Linked DNA regions of Mus musculus: regions 2 and 3 are each linked to region 1. The links are chromatin contacts, called in public promoter capture Hi-C maps. All regions are on one chromosome and are shown on one strand. Each heading gives the region's core, a stretch centred on a gene start, on an enhancer-like site or on the middle of the called end of the contact. The rest is flanking DNA. Distances are from core to core; before and after follow the strand shown. Region 1 overlaps Lrrc32 (leucine rich repeat containing 32). Region 2 overlaps Emsy (EMSY, BRCA2-interacting transcriptional repressor). Region 3 has its middle 67 kb from the start of Gm23040.

What was found. Capture Hi-C pulls out chosen DNA fragments and counts their contacts.
Region 2: a contact with region 1 is called in a promoter capture Hi-C map of adipose tissue. The contact joins two enhancer-like sites. A contact is called at or near these places in 20 of 39 promoter capture datasets (the 3T3-L1 cell line, 3T3-L1-derived adipocytes, the C10 cell line and 12 more), 6 of 484 Hi-C or Micro-C datasets (bone marrow-derived macrophages, cranial neural crest, embryonic fibroblasts and 2 more), 10 of 115 datasets of contacts at active chromatin or transcription factors (the 230-238 cell line, SST interneurons, craniofacial prominence and 7 more) and 4 of 9 other capture datasets (adipose tissue, embryonic stem cells, liver and 1 more).
Region 3: a contact with region 1 is called in a promoter capture Hi-C map of adipose tissue. The contact joins two enhancer-like sites. A contact is called at or near these places in 21 of 39 promoter capture datasets (the 3T3-L1 cell line, 3T3-L1-derived adipocytes, the C10 cell line and 12 more), 1 of 15 datasets of contacts at CTCF or cohesin (CD8 T cells), 19 of 484 Hi-C or Micro-C datasets (the AML12 cell line, CD8 T cells, the HL-1 cell line and 11 more), 16 of 115 datasets of contacts at active chromatin or transcription factors (the 230-238 cell line, CD8 T cells, craniofacial prominence and 12 more) and 3 of 9 other capture datasets (adipose tissue, embryonic stem cells and liver).

Annotation. Positions count from the first base shown.
Region 1 is chr7:98,498,159-98,501,699 of GRCm38.p6, forward strand. It overlaps Lrrc32 (leucine rich repeat containing 32), which reads left to right. Exons shown (of 3, transcript NM_001113379.2): 3 at 1-3,541. The coding sequence ends at 1,848. Among named protein-coding and RNA genes, the nearest start is that of Gm33394, 6.2 kb to the right of the region's middle. Within about 2 kb of position 2,028, at least 42 of the 459 cell types and tissues checked have an H3K27ac peak or open chromatin away from gene starts, as enhancers often do. A contact at or near this core is called in adipose tissue, heart atrium, liver and 2 more, where this site is marked.
Region 2 is chr7:98,600,397-98,603,937 of GRCm38.p6, forward strand. Emsy (EMSY, BRCA2-interacting transcriptional repressor) reads right to left here. Exons shown (of 20, transcript NM_172280.2): 15 at 2,187-2,351; 16 at 276-431. Among named protein-coding and RNA genes, the nearest start is that of Emsy, 54 kb to the right of the region's middle. Within about 2 kb of position 1,570, at least 11 of the 459 cell types and tissues checked have an H3K27ac peak or open chromatin away from gene starts, as enhancers often do. A contact at or near this core is called in adipose tissue, where this site is marked.
Region 3 is chr7:98,571,770-98,575,310 of GRCm38.p6, forward strand. No RefSeq gene overlaps it. Among named protein-coding and RNA genes, the nearest start is that of Gm23040, 67 kb to the left of the region's middle. Within about 2 kb of position 1,857, at least 53 of the 459 cell types and tissues checked have an H3K27ac peak or open chromatin away from gene starts, as enhancers often do. A contact at or near this core is called in adipose tissue, heart atrium, liver and 2 more, where this site is marked.

The DNA of each region.
Region 1 (3,541 bases), core at 778-3,277:
TCACTGGACATCCAAGCTCTCTACTTGTCCGGGAACCAACTGCAGAGCATCCTGGTCTCCCCACTGGGCTTCTATACAGCGCTTCGTCACCTGGATTTAAGTGACAACCAGATTAGCTTCCTCCAGGCTGGGGTCTTCCAGGCCCTGCCCTACCTGGAGCACCTTAACCTGGCCCACAATCGGCTTGCCACAGGCATGGCTCTCAACAGTGGTGGTCTGGGCCGCCTGCCCCTTTTGGTCTCCCTGGACCTGTCTGGGAACAGCCTGCATGGCAATCTGGTGGAGCGACTGTTGGGTGAGACCCCGAGGCTGCGTACGCTCTCACTGGCGGAGAACAGCCTCACTCGCCTGGCACGCCACACCTTCTGGGGTATGCCAGCGGTGGAGCAATTAGACCTCCACAGCAATGTCCTCATGGATATCGAGGACGGTGCCTTTGAGGCCCTGCCCCACCTGACTCACCTCAATCTCTCCAGAAACTCCCTCACCTGCATCTCAGACTTCAGCCTCCAGCAGCTGCAGGTACTAGACTTGAGCTGCAACAGCATTGAGGCCTTCCAGACGGCCCCGGAACCACAGGCCCAGTTCCAGTTGGCCTGGCTCGACCTCCGGGAGAACAAGCTGCTCCACTTCCCTGACCTGGCCGTGTTCCCGAGACTCATCTACCTGAATGTGTCTAACAACCTCATCCAGCTCCCTGCGGGGCTGCCCCGGGGCAGTGAGGACCTCCACGCACCCTCTGAAGGCTGGTCAGCCTCTCCACTGTCCAACCCCAGCCGGAATGCCAGCACCCACCCTCTCTCCCAGCTCCTGAACCTGGATCTGAGTTACAATGAGATCGAACTGGTCCCTGCTAGCTTTCTTGAACACCTGACCTCCCTGCGCTTCCTCAACCTCAGCAGAAACTGCCTGCGATCCTTTGAGGCTCGACAAGTGGACTCCCTGCCCTGCCTGGTGCTTTTGGACTTGAGCCACAATGTGCTGGAAGCATTAGAACTGGGTACCAAAGTCCTAGGGTCCCTGCAGACGTTGCTTCTGCAGGACAATGCCTTGCAAGAACTTCCACCCTATACCTTTGCCAGCCTGGCCAGCCTGCAGAGGCTAAACCTACAGGGGAACCAGGTCAGTCCCTGTGGGGGGCCAGCAGAACCAGGTCCCCCGGGCTGTGTGGACTTCTCTGGGATCCCCACCCTTCATGTTCTTAACATGGCAGGGAACTCGATGGGAATGCTCAGGGCGGGCAGCTTCCTTCACACCCCACTTACAGAGCTGGACCTCTCCACCAATCCTGGTCTGGATGTGGCCACGGGAGCCCTGGTGGGCCTGGAGGCATCCTTAGAGGTACTGGAGCTTCAAGGCAACGGGCTGACTGTCTTGAGAGTGGACTTGCCCTGCTTTCTCCGTCTCAAGCGCCTTAACCTTGCTGAGAACCAGTTAAGCCACCTGCCCGCTTGGACGCGGGCTGTGTCCCTGGAGGTGCTAGATCTGCGGAACAACAGCTTCAGCCTCCTGCCAGGCAATGCCATGGGTGGCCTGGAGACCAGTCTCCGGCGGCTGTACTTGCAGGGAAATCCACTCAGCTGCTGTGGCAATGGCTGGCTGGCGGCCCAGCTGCACCAGGGCAGAGTGGATGTGGATGCTACTCAGGACCTAATCTGCCGCTTTGGCTCCCAGGAGGAGTTGTCCCTGAGCCTAGTGCGTCCAGAGGATTGCGAGAAGGGAGGGCTGAAGAATGTCAACCTCATCCTCCTCCTCAGCTTCACACTGGTCTCTGCCATCGTCCTCACCACGCTGGCCACCATCTGCTTCCTCCGCCGGCAGAAGCTCAGCCAACAATACAAAGCCTGACAGGCTCGGGAAGCCAGAGGGGCAGAGAAGTTGGGGTCCAACTCAGGTTACTCAGTGACCAGGGACTTGGTGTCCTGCACACTGCCGCGTGGGCAGGTTCCTTCCCAGGCTGCATCTGTGGGCCAGCTGTGCAGCTCGAAGTGGGGCAGTTTACTGCACAGAGGATGCCAACCGACAGCTCGACGCTGAGTATCTGTTTCAGGCCACACCCGTCTCCGGGTACTAGTAAATGAAACACATGCCTATCCTCAGGCAAGAGAGGCCGTCACTGAACCACACAGTGACCACATAGGCTTGAGGTGGGGAAGCAGTAGGCTGGACATGGAGAACCCACCCTGACTTAGAGCAGGAGAGCCAGCCCGTGAGAGGATTTGTCTGAGTCCTTTCCACCCCGAGCTCTGTCGCATCTGCTGATAATGACTTTCAGCCTCTCTGGAAATGAAGAACTTGTGACCTGAAGAGAGAGCCAGAACCTCTCCCCAGAGGTCTTAAGTCTAGGCTCCTAGGCTAGGGGCTGCACCAGCTTAAAGTGTGATCACCTAGGCTTCCACGCAGGCCTGGGCCGTCCTGTGTCCTGCTTTGGACAGGCCTTCTCTCCAGTGCACTCTTGTATCACACACACACTGACCCTGGTGCTGCCTGTTCCCCAACCCCCTGCTCAGGCCTCCTTCTATCCCAGCCCCACCCTGACTTTTGAGCCAAGAGGGAGAGCCTCAGCTATCTGGTTCAGCTTAGCAGCTGCAGAGGCAAAGTCAAGCCAACTCTCAGAGGTTTCTGTGTTATCTGGGTTATACACAAGAAGAAAACAAATTTCCTTATGCATTCTCCTTTGAGAGCCTCATGGCTCAGAGAGCTGACGAAGCCAAAATGAATCAAGTCCATGTCCTCCCATCTCTGGGGCCAAAGCTTTGCCAGTGCGGTACCTGCAGGCTGTCAAGTGGACAGGAAGTGGCCCTGCCCTAACCAGGATCCAAGCACACTTGCTACATATACCCCCTCCCTCTCAGACAGGCGCCCACAGACCCTCTGCCTCTCTGCCTCAGTGTCCCTTCTTTGCAGAAGAGTATGAATTCTTCCTTTCTCTTTCTGCTCCCCAAAATCTCATTGAGTGTAATCTCCCCACTGAACAGATAGGGAAAGTTAGGTGCAGGCCTTGCTCAGAATCACGCAAGTCAATGGAAGAAAACTGGGAACAAAAGTAGCTGGGCGGTTGCGCCAAGGCAGAGGGTTTGCTTTGTGTGCTCAAGGCCCTGAGCTGGATGCCAGCGGCTGTACCCGTGTTTCCCTACGCTCAGCAGTCACAGCACGAGACAAGGCCAGCTACCATGCCAGTCCTCACCAGGCATGGAAAAATAATAGGGACACACACACACACACACACACACACACACACACACTGTCTCCACTCATTCTCCAGGCTTGTGGGCTGCAGGGAGGAAGGGGAGTCCTGGACCCAGTCACAGAGCCTGCTGCATCAGATCCCTGTGCTCGGCCCACAGTCAGCCAGAGCTTCCGTAATGTACAAGAAGACGAAAACGCCATTCTCTCTACCCCACTCTACAGGTGAGGGGACTGAGGCCCAGAGAAGGTTAAAGGCTCCGAGGACCAATAGGCAGATCCAGACCTAGAACCTTCCCTCACTGGTGCTGCTGCGCACACAGCTCTTCTCCTCGGCCTGGAGGCCAAGGCGTGG
Region 2 (3,541 bases), core at 320-2,819, 100 kb after region 1:
GAGAGAGAGAGAGAGAGAGAGAGAGAAAGATTGATTGATTAAAGTCAGAGAAATAAGGGAGAGAGAGAGAGAGAGAGAGAGATTGATTGATTAAAGTCAGGGAAATAGGGGGGGGGGGGTATTAAAGTTAGGGAAACTCCGAAGATAATTCAATCTGCTCTGAGTAAAACAGGAAAAGAGCTAGAAATATATAGATATGTCTTCCCCAAATGAGCACCCCATGAAGTCCGCAAAGGTAGCACTACCTTATTACTATGTTTTAAGAGGACACCTACCCGTGGTGATGTATTCAGCAACTAGTTCTGACTCTACCACAGCAATGGATGGACTCTCAGGAGAATGTCTCTTTTCCTGGGTCATCTGAATAGGTACTGCCATTTGACTCAAGTCAATAGTGGGTTGTCTTGGTTTAGATTCCAATTTTTCCTTTACTGCATAAAAAAGTCGGGGAAAAGTTACTTTTATTATAAACAAGTACTAAAACCAGAGCTGTCTATGGGAATAATGAACCAGACCTCTGGGGTGTCCTACCATTAGTGGCTAAGAAAACAATGAATTGGAAACTGCAGACTGCTCTGTATGGTTGTATAGACTACAGCCTATGTAACAGCAGCCTACAATAATTCATATGCAATCACATTCAAGTCCCCCCATTACTCCAGGCCAGCCAGCTGTTTCTCTCTTTTTTTTTCTTTCACTCCTCCTAGGATGTTATTTCCTTTGTATTCAAAGTAATCCCTGGCACACTCAGTTCACATCAGCTTGACCTGCTCTAGAGCATATCCCAGAGTAGCACTTCCCATTGGTTAGTTCATTTGACTTACTAAAAATCCAAGGGTCTGGGAATGTTATCCAGACACTGGGTGCTTGTCCAGCATACGCATGGTCTTGAGTTTGAGCCCCAGAATAAGGAGGGAAATTCATAGAACCTTTTCTGAGGAAGGACGATTGCTGAGTTCAATGCTGACCTGGGCTATATCCAGGCCAAAATGAGACCCTGTCAGTGTGTGTGTGTGTGTGTGTGTGTGTGTGTACAAATTTGGCCAAAAAACTGTTACAAGTCCTTAATGACTCTTAAAGGAATAAAGCATAAAGCTTTTCACTGTTAGGAAAGACTAGGTGCTCTGCTTCTGTATGGCTAAAATTTCTGATAAAACAGCCTGTAACTAATAATGGTATATGTTAAGATGCATCTTTTTTACTCTTCTTACCACTTCTTCAACAAAATCTCTTCACTCAACATTTCTATCTACATGAATGATCGATAAAAATGGTTAAATTTTTTCAAATACAAACAGCTGGAAAAAAAGGTGTCAAAGGCTAAAAACATTTAGCAGAAGGAATACTCTACATTTCTATCCAATGAGTATAGAGTACAGCACAGAATTACAATAAACGCTACTAAGTAAGTCCACTAAAGGCTGCTCCCACCAAGCGCAGACTATGACAAAGGCAAAACAATCATTTTAAACACAGAAACCACATCTAGAGTCCTGCTGCGATCCCACAAGCAGATCCGGCCCTGGCCATCAACTTTTCTCAGTCTCTGCTAACTTCCTCAAAACAGGAAAGGGTCAGATGAGATCATCACTACAACCCATAAAATAGTTGCATAATTGTTGCCCTATTATAACAAAAAGCCAGTATAACTTACATAGAGTTGTCCTAGAATCTACTGAAGATATTTAGTAACTAGAAGAACTGATAGTATCCTATTAAATACAGACACTCTAGCAAATAACTTAAACACAAATAAATAAATCTGAAAATAAGGTGAGAGCATGAGAATGTTTACAAGCAAGTCTAATGGTGTTTTATGGTACACAATTGGTCTGACAGTATCTATGAGCAAAGCAGGACCCTTCGATCTGTCCGGACATTCCTAAATATACCCAGCAACTGGGCTACACCTATCCTTGTCCTGCATTTGTGCTTATAAGTGACAACCCCCTTCCCACTGCTGGCAAGAGGATTCTCCATTTGAAGTAGAAGTCACTCTGTCTACTCTATCTCTGTTCTAATGACAACACTCTGTCTATGCTTCATACTCCTATGTACATCTAAAAGAACAATAAACTGTACCAATAATTACAGATAAGTCCAGAGGGGGAAAAATTTATAAAAACTATGTAACAGCGGTCTCTAGAGAAAACACGCTTCATTCAGCTGAGCATGTGAATTCATACCTGTTGTCTGTTGGAGTTCTAACAGAGCTTTGATTGTTGAAGTGGCTGATTGTGATTCACTGGATACATCCTGATATATTATGGTGGGGCTAGTCTCCATTGCAATCTCATGTTCTGACCAATCCTGACGCCGGGAAGCAATTACATGAACTACAGGCTGGGAATCTGTTTTATATTAGTTAAAAAAAAACAAACCCTATAAACAAAGTTTCTCTTAAAATAAAGCAATATTTATGTTTATCTTTGTATTTAATGTACATGTCAACCTTGACTTCTCTAAGAAGACTGTGAGGTCCCAGAAGGCATTGACTCTATTCACTCACACATTTATTTGACACTAGACACCTATGCATCAGGATCTATATTTAAAGGACTTAAAGGAACTCACAAAATAGTTCAAGAAGGCTCAAGAAGCACACAGTCTGTCTGAAAAGACGAACATGTAAAAAGACAAAGTACAACTCAATATGCTAACTGCTGTCTACGTGGGTGAGCATCTATATAGGTGAGTGCTTGTGTTCACCAAAAACAAAATGTTATAGATAGGAGACTGGTTTTTCCCAATGTACATGAAAAGATTTCTATAGGAAGCCTAAGTACTTGGGGAATATTTTGCTGAATTACTGACAGTAAGAAAAGACAGTCTAGAAACAAAATGACGTAACGTGACGAGTGGAAGCCTGTCACTTATTAGCAAGTTGATTCTTTGGGTTTTAGCTCTGCTCTTTAATAGGAACAAGGGGTGGGTAAAGCAATGATAGTCTGGGCTGCTTAACAACAGTAATACATTCTGAGAAGAACCATAGGCAATCCTCACACACTCAGAAGAAATAGCTTGCTAGAGGAAGGCCATATGGCACACCCTATTACTGTTATCATATGTATATGTATGGTTATGTGTATATATGCACACATTACTGACTGAAATATCAGTATAAGCTACATGATCATATGTAACTAAGCTTCATAAACTATAAAAGTCAGTAGAAATGAGGTTGTTGGGGGTTTGGCTGAAAATTCAATTCTAAGATCTTTGGTTGATTTGAAAATAAATTTCAGCACATGTAAATAAAAAATGTGAATCATATTAAGCAACACATATTTAACAGTTCTCTATAAAGCTAGAAGGTTGTACCATTTTGCCTAGATATTGTATAAGAAAATGGAGGAGATACAAGGACATGATACCTAAAGTTCAGATCTAGATTGTTACAAGAAACAAAAACTGACAGATAGCATCAGATTCTGGGGTAAATATCAAATGGTTAAAACAAGAAAAGAGACTGCTTTTAATCATGCTGCTTAGTTGAAGCATCAGAACAAAAATTATCTGGTGGCTCAAAAATACAAGAAAA
Region 3 (3,541 bases), core at 607-3,106, 73 kb after region 1:
AAAACCAAAAACAAAACAAAACAAAAGGAACAACTGACTCTGGCCTCTACGTGTACATACGTGTGTGTGCACACAAAACAGCACTAGTTATGCTGAGCTAGGGCCAGCCTTGGTTAGCTTAACTTGCTTACCTCTGTAAAGACCTTGTTTCCGGGAAAGATCGCATGCATGGGTACCAGTGCTTGGGGGAGATCCACTTTAACCTGTACCTCTAGCCTATTTTACCTTAGCAACCCTGAGTTGCTGGGCACAAGTAGCCCTGAGTTCAGTGACTCTACCTACCAGTCTCCAAGTGGGCATTCATGGGCCAGCATGTCCATGTATATCAAGGCTTTTGAGCTAAGGATGGGAAATTGGTCATGATGGCAAAACCCTGAGCAGATGAATCCCAGAGACCTCAGGGGCTTAGAAGGAAGGCCAAGGGGATGGTATTTGGGGAGGTGGCTGGTGTGTGGCAGGCTCTCAGTGAAAAGAGACCTCTCACTCCCCAGGGTTTCAGGACCTTCTGGGGGAGAGAGGAAACCCAGCGGGGTCTTCCTGTGGCTGGGAAGCCCCCACCCCCACCATGAGGCAGACCGGTGTTGTCTTTTTCCTAATTCTCTCATGCATGGTCCCTTCAGTCCCCCATGTATTGTCCTGTCAGCGTCATGATGTCTGAGGAGAATGTGACCCTGAGGGAAAGAGCAGCCTGACCCCAAGAACAAACCAGTGGCCTCTGGGAAAGCAGCCTGAGTTTCCAGACTCATGTCAGGAAGCAAAGTCTTGACCCCGCGAAAGGAACTGAAGGATGAAACCTGGGCCTCTCAGTAGGCGGTCTGCCGGGCCCCAGTCTCTCTTCCCCTTCTCCAGAGCCTGGCCCCATTGAGATGCAGGGATGTTTATTTGTGTGTGTGCGTGCATGTGGGAAAACAGAACAAGATAAAATATGTCCTTGCATCTGGAAAGCTATTTTGAGCCAGGCCAGCTGGGCGGTGCTCCTGGAGATGAACCCTAGCTGACCCAGGCTGGGCCCTGGCCTTTCTAGCCACTAGGACCAGAGTTCTAACAGCTACACGGCTTGCAGGACTGGGGTGATCTTGGGGAAGCCTCTGATACTCCCTAGACTGGATCTTCCAACGGGAAGACAGGGCCTTCTGCTTCCCCCTCCTGGGGGTCTTGACAGGGGAAGTCAGGAGTATGAATGTTCTTGTCAACTCTGTGTGAAGACAAACAAGAGATCTTCCATATAGCCCGCGCAGACTAAGACCCGGGGGTGGAAGGACGCTCACTGGGGTCCGTCCCTCTGACTCCCGTTAGTGTGCCTCTTCTCCACTCAATGGACACATTGCACTTCTGGTCACAGCTACCTTGACCTGGTCCTTTATCTGCCTCCCACTGCTCTCAGAAAGAAGTCAAGCTCCGCCCCCCCCTCTCCCTGTGTGTGCCAGCCTGTGCTACCAACTCCACTCGCTACACTAGGGGCTCAAGCCAGTCTGTGGGCTCTTGAGCTGGACCCTTGCCCCGTCCTCAGCTGGACCCCTGCCCTGGCATCCTTCTCTGTGCTCGGCAGCCAGGCTGGTCTCTGTCCACTCCTCACACTGCTGATGAGTCAGGTCACCTTGGAGCATCACATACTCCATCGGCCCCACCCCCACTGCATGGGGGTACTTCGAGGGCACCTCCCAGGGCCCAGGGCTGACCGGAAGTGATGTTTCCCAATGTGCCTGCCACACAATGGACCCTTAATGCTAGTTTCTTCCTTCCTTATGAACACACACCCTCTTTTCTTTACAAATCTCCAATGGTACATAAATCTCACTCCGGCAGCTGCTGATGTGGACAGGCATGGTGGGAGGAGCAGGAAGCAGAGAGAGCTGGGCTCTGAGATGGAGACACCAGAGCGGCACTCTCTCATCAGCCTATCAGTGCGTGAAGCAAGAAGCTGTGTGCTGGGCTCCCAAAAGCTCAGCAGATGGGGCGGCTGCCTCCTACTAAAAGCAGTTGGGGGCGGGGGAGCTGCAGGGGAGAGGGAGGACTGCTCAGTTGGAAAAGTGCAAGTTTGAGGACTTGGGTTCAATCCCCAAGACCCATGTGTAAAGGCCAGGCATGGAGGAGAGTGTTTATAACCCCAGTGTCAGTGGGAAGGGGACAGGTGGATTTTGGGGACATCATAGCCAGCCAGGCAAAAGAAATTCTGACTCATACATATGTACACTCACACGTACACATGCACACACAATTTTAACACCAACAATAAAAATAATCCAAGCAGAAGGGTGGCCCCCTTGAAGCAAGTAGTTTTGGTAGCCTTCCCAATCCTGAGAGTGAGGCAGGAGAGAGAGTGATTGATTCCCAGAGAATGGAGGCCATGTTCCCAGTGAGTTTTGAACCTCAGAACAACGGAGACTGGAATGAGGAAGGAGGGAGGCATCTCAGAGCCGCATAAGCATCACATGTCTGATCTAGAGGCTGGTTCATGAAGCAAGGTAGCAGGGCCGGCAGCATCAGCAAGCTCTGAGCTTGTTAGAAATACAGGCTCAAGCCTTGCCCCAGCCTGCACAGGAGAACCTGCATATTGTCAGGGTCTGTGAGTTCGCCGTGCTTTATGGTTAGAGACGCTCTACTCTCCATGATTGCTCTATCTTGGGACCCAAGGCAGAGAAGAGGGAATCCTCTGTTTGCCACCGTGTTAGCGACAGCCCTGAGCCTGGCAGCCCCATCCAGGGGCCCTTGAACTAGCATCGCCACATCCTGGCGTCCCCCCATGCAGGAAGCCATCCTCCCTCCATGTGGGTGTTCACTCCAGAAAAGGGTGGTGGTGCTCTTACCCCCAGGTGGGGTGAGGTAGGCAATACAATCAGGAAGGACAATGTTGGTTTTCTCACAGATGCCTGGTGAGGCCAGCAGATGGGCTACCCCTGTCCCATGGATAGGGATGGGAAGACCTGTCAGGTAGTGACTAAAACCCCAGGATGTGATCTCTCACTAAGCCCAGCCTTCCTCTTTAATGAGTTGTTAGCTTCTGTTAGCTATCAGGGGCCCCAGCTTGGCTGACTGCTGCCATTTGGATGTCCACATGCCTGGACTGTGTTGGAGTGTACACTGGGGACTGTCAGGAAGCTAAGAGCTCTATCAGTTCATTGATGGAGCCAGGAGATGTGATTAGAGACTAATGTGGCAGAGTTCAGCAGGGTGGAGATCCGGCCAGACCCTGAGACAAGGTCCTCCTGCCTCCTATTGGGGCAGGGTGGAAGAGAGGGGTCAGGGTGAGCTTAGGGTCACTGGCTGACCAGGGGACAGTTGTTACGCAGAAATACTAGGAATTCTTGAGCTAAAGTCAGACTTGGCTGGGGCTTTAATACAAGCTTTGTCATGAACTAGCTATGTGCTATGGGGACAAGTCACTGCCCTGTCTGGCCTCAGTACTCCATAGGAAACTAGTGGTGTAACCCTCCTGAGACCATGATGACACGCATAGACCTCATAATGGCAATGAACTTAGTACTCCCAAATGAAGCCATTAAAACAGTCCATTTAAGCACACGGCCCATGCAACACTCCA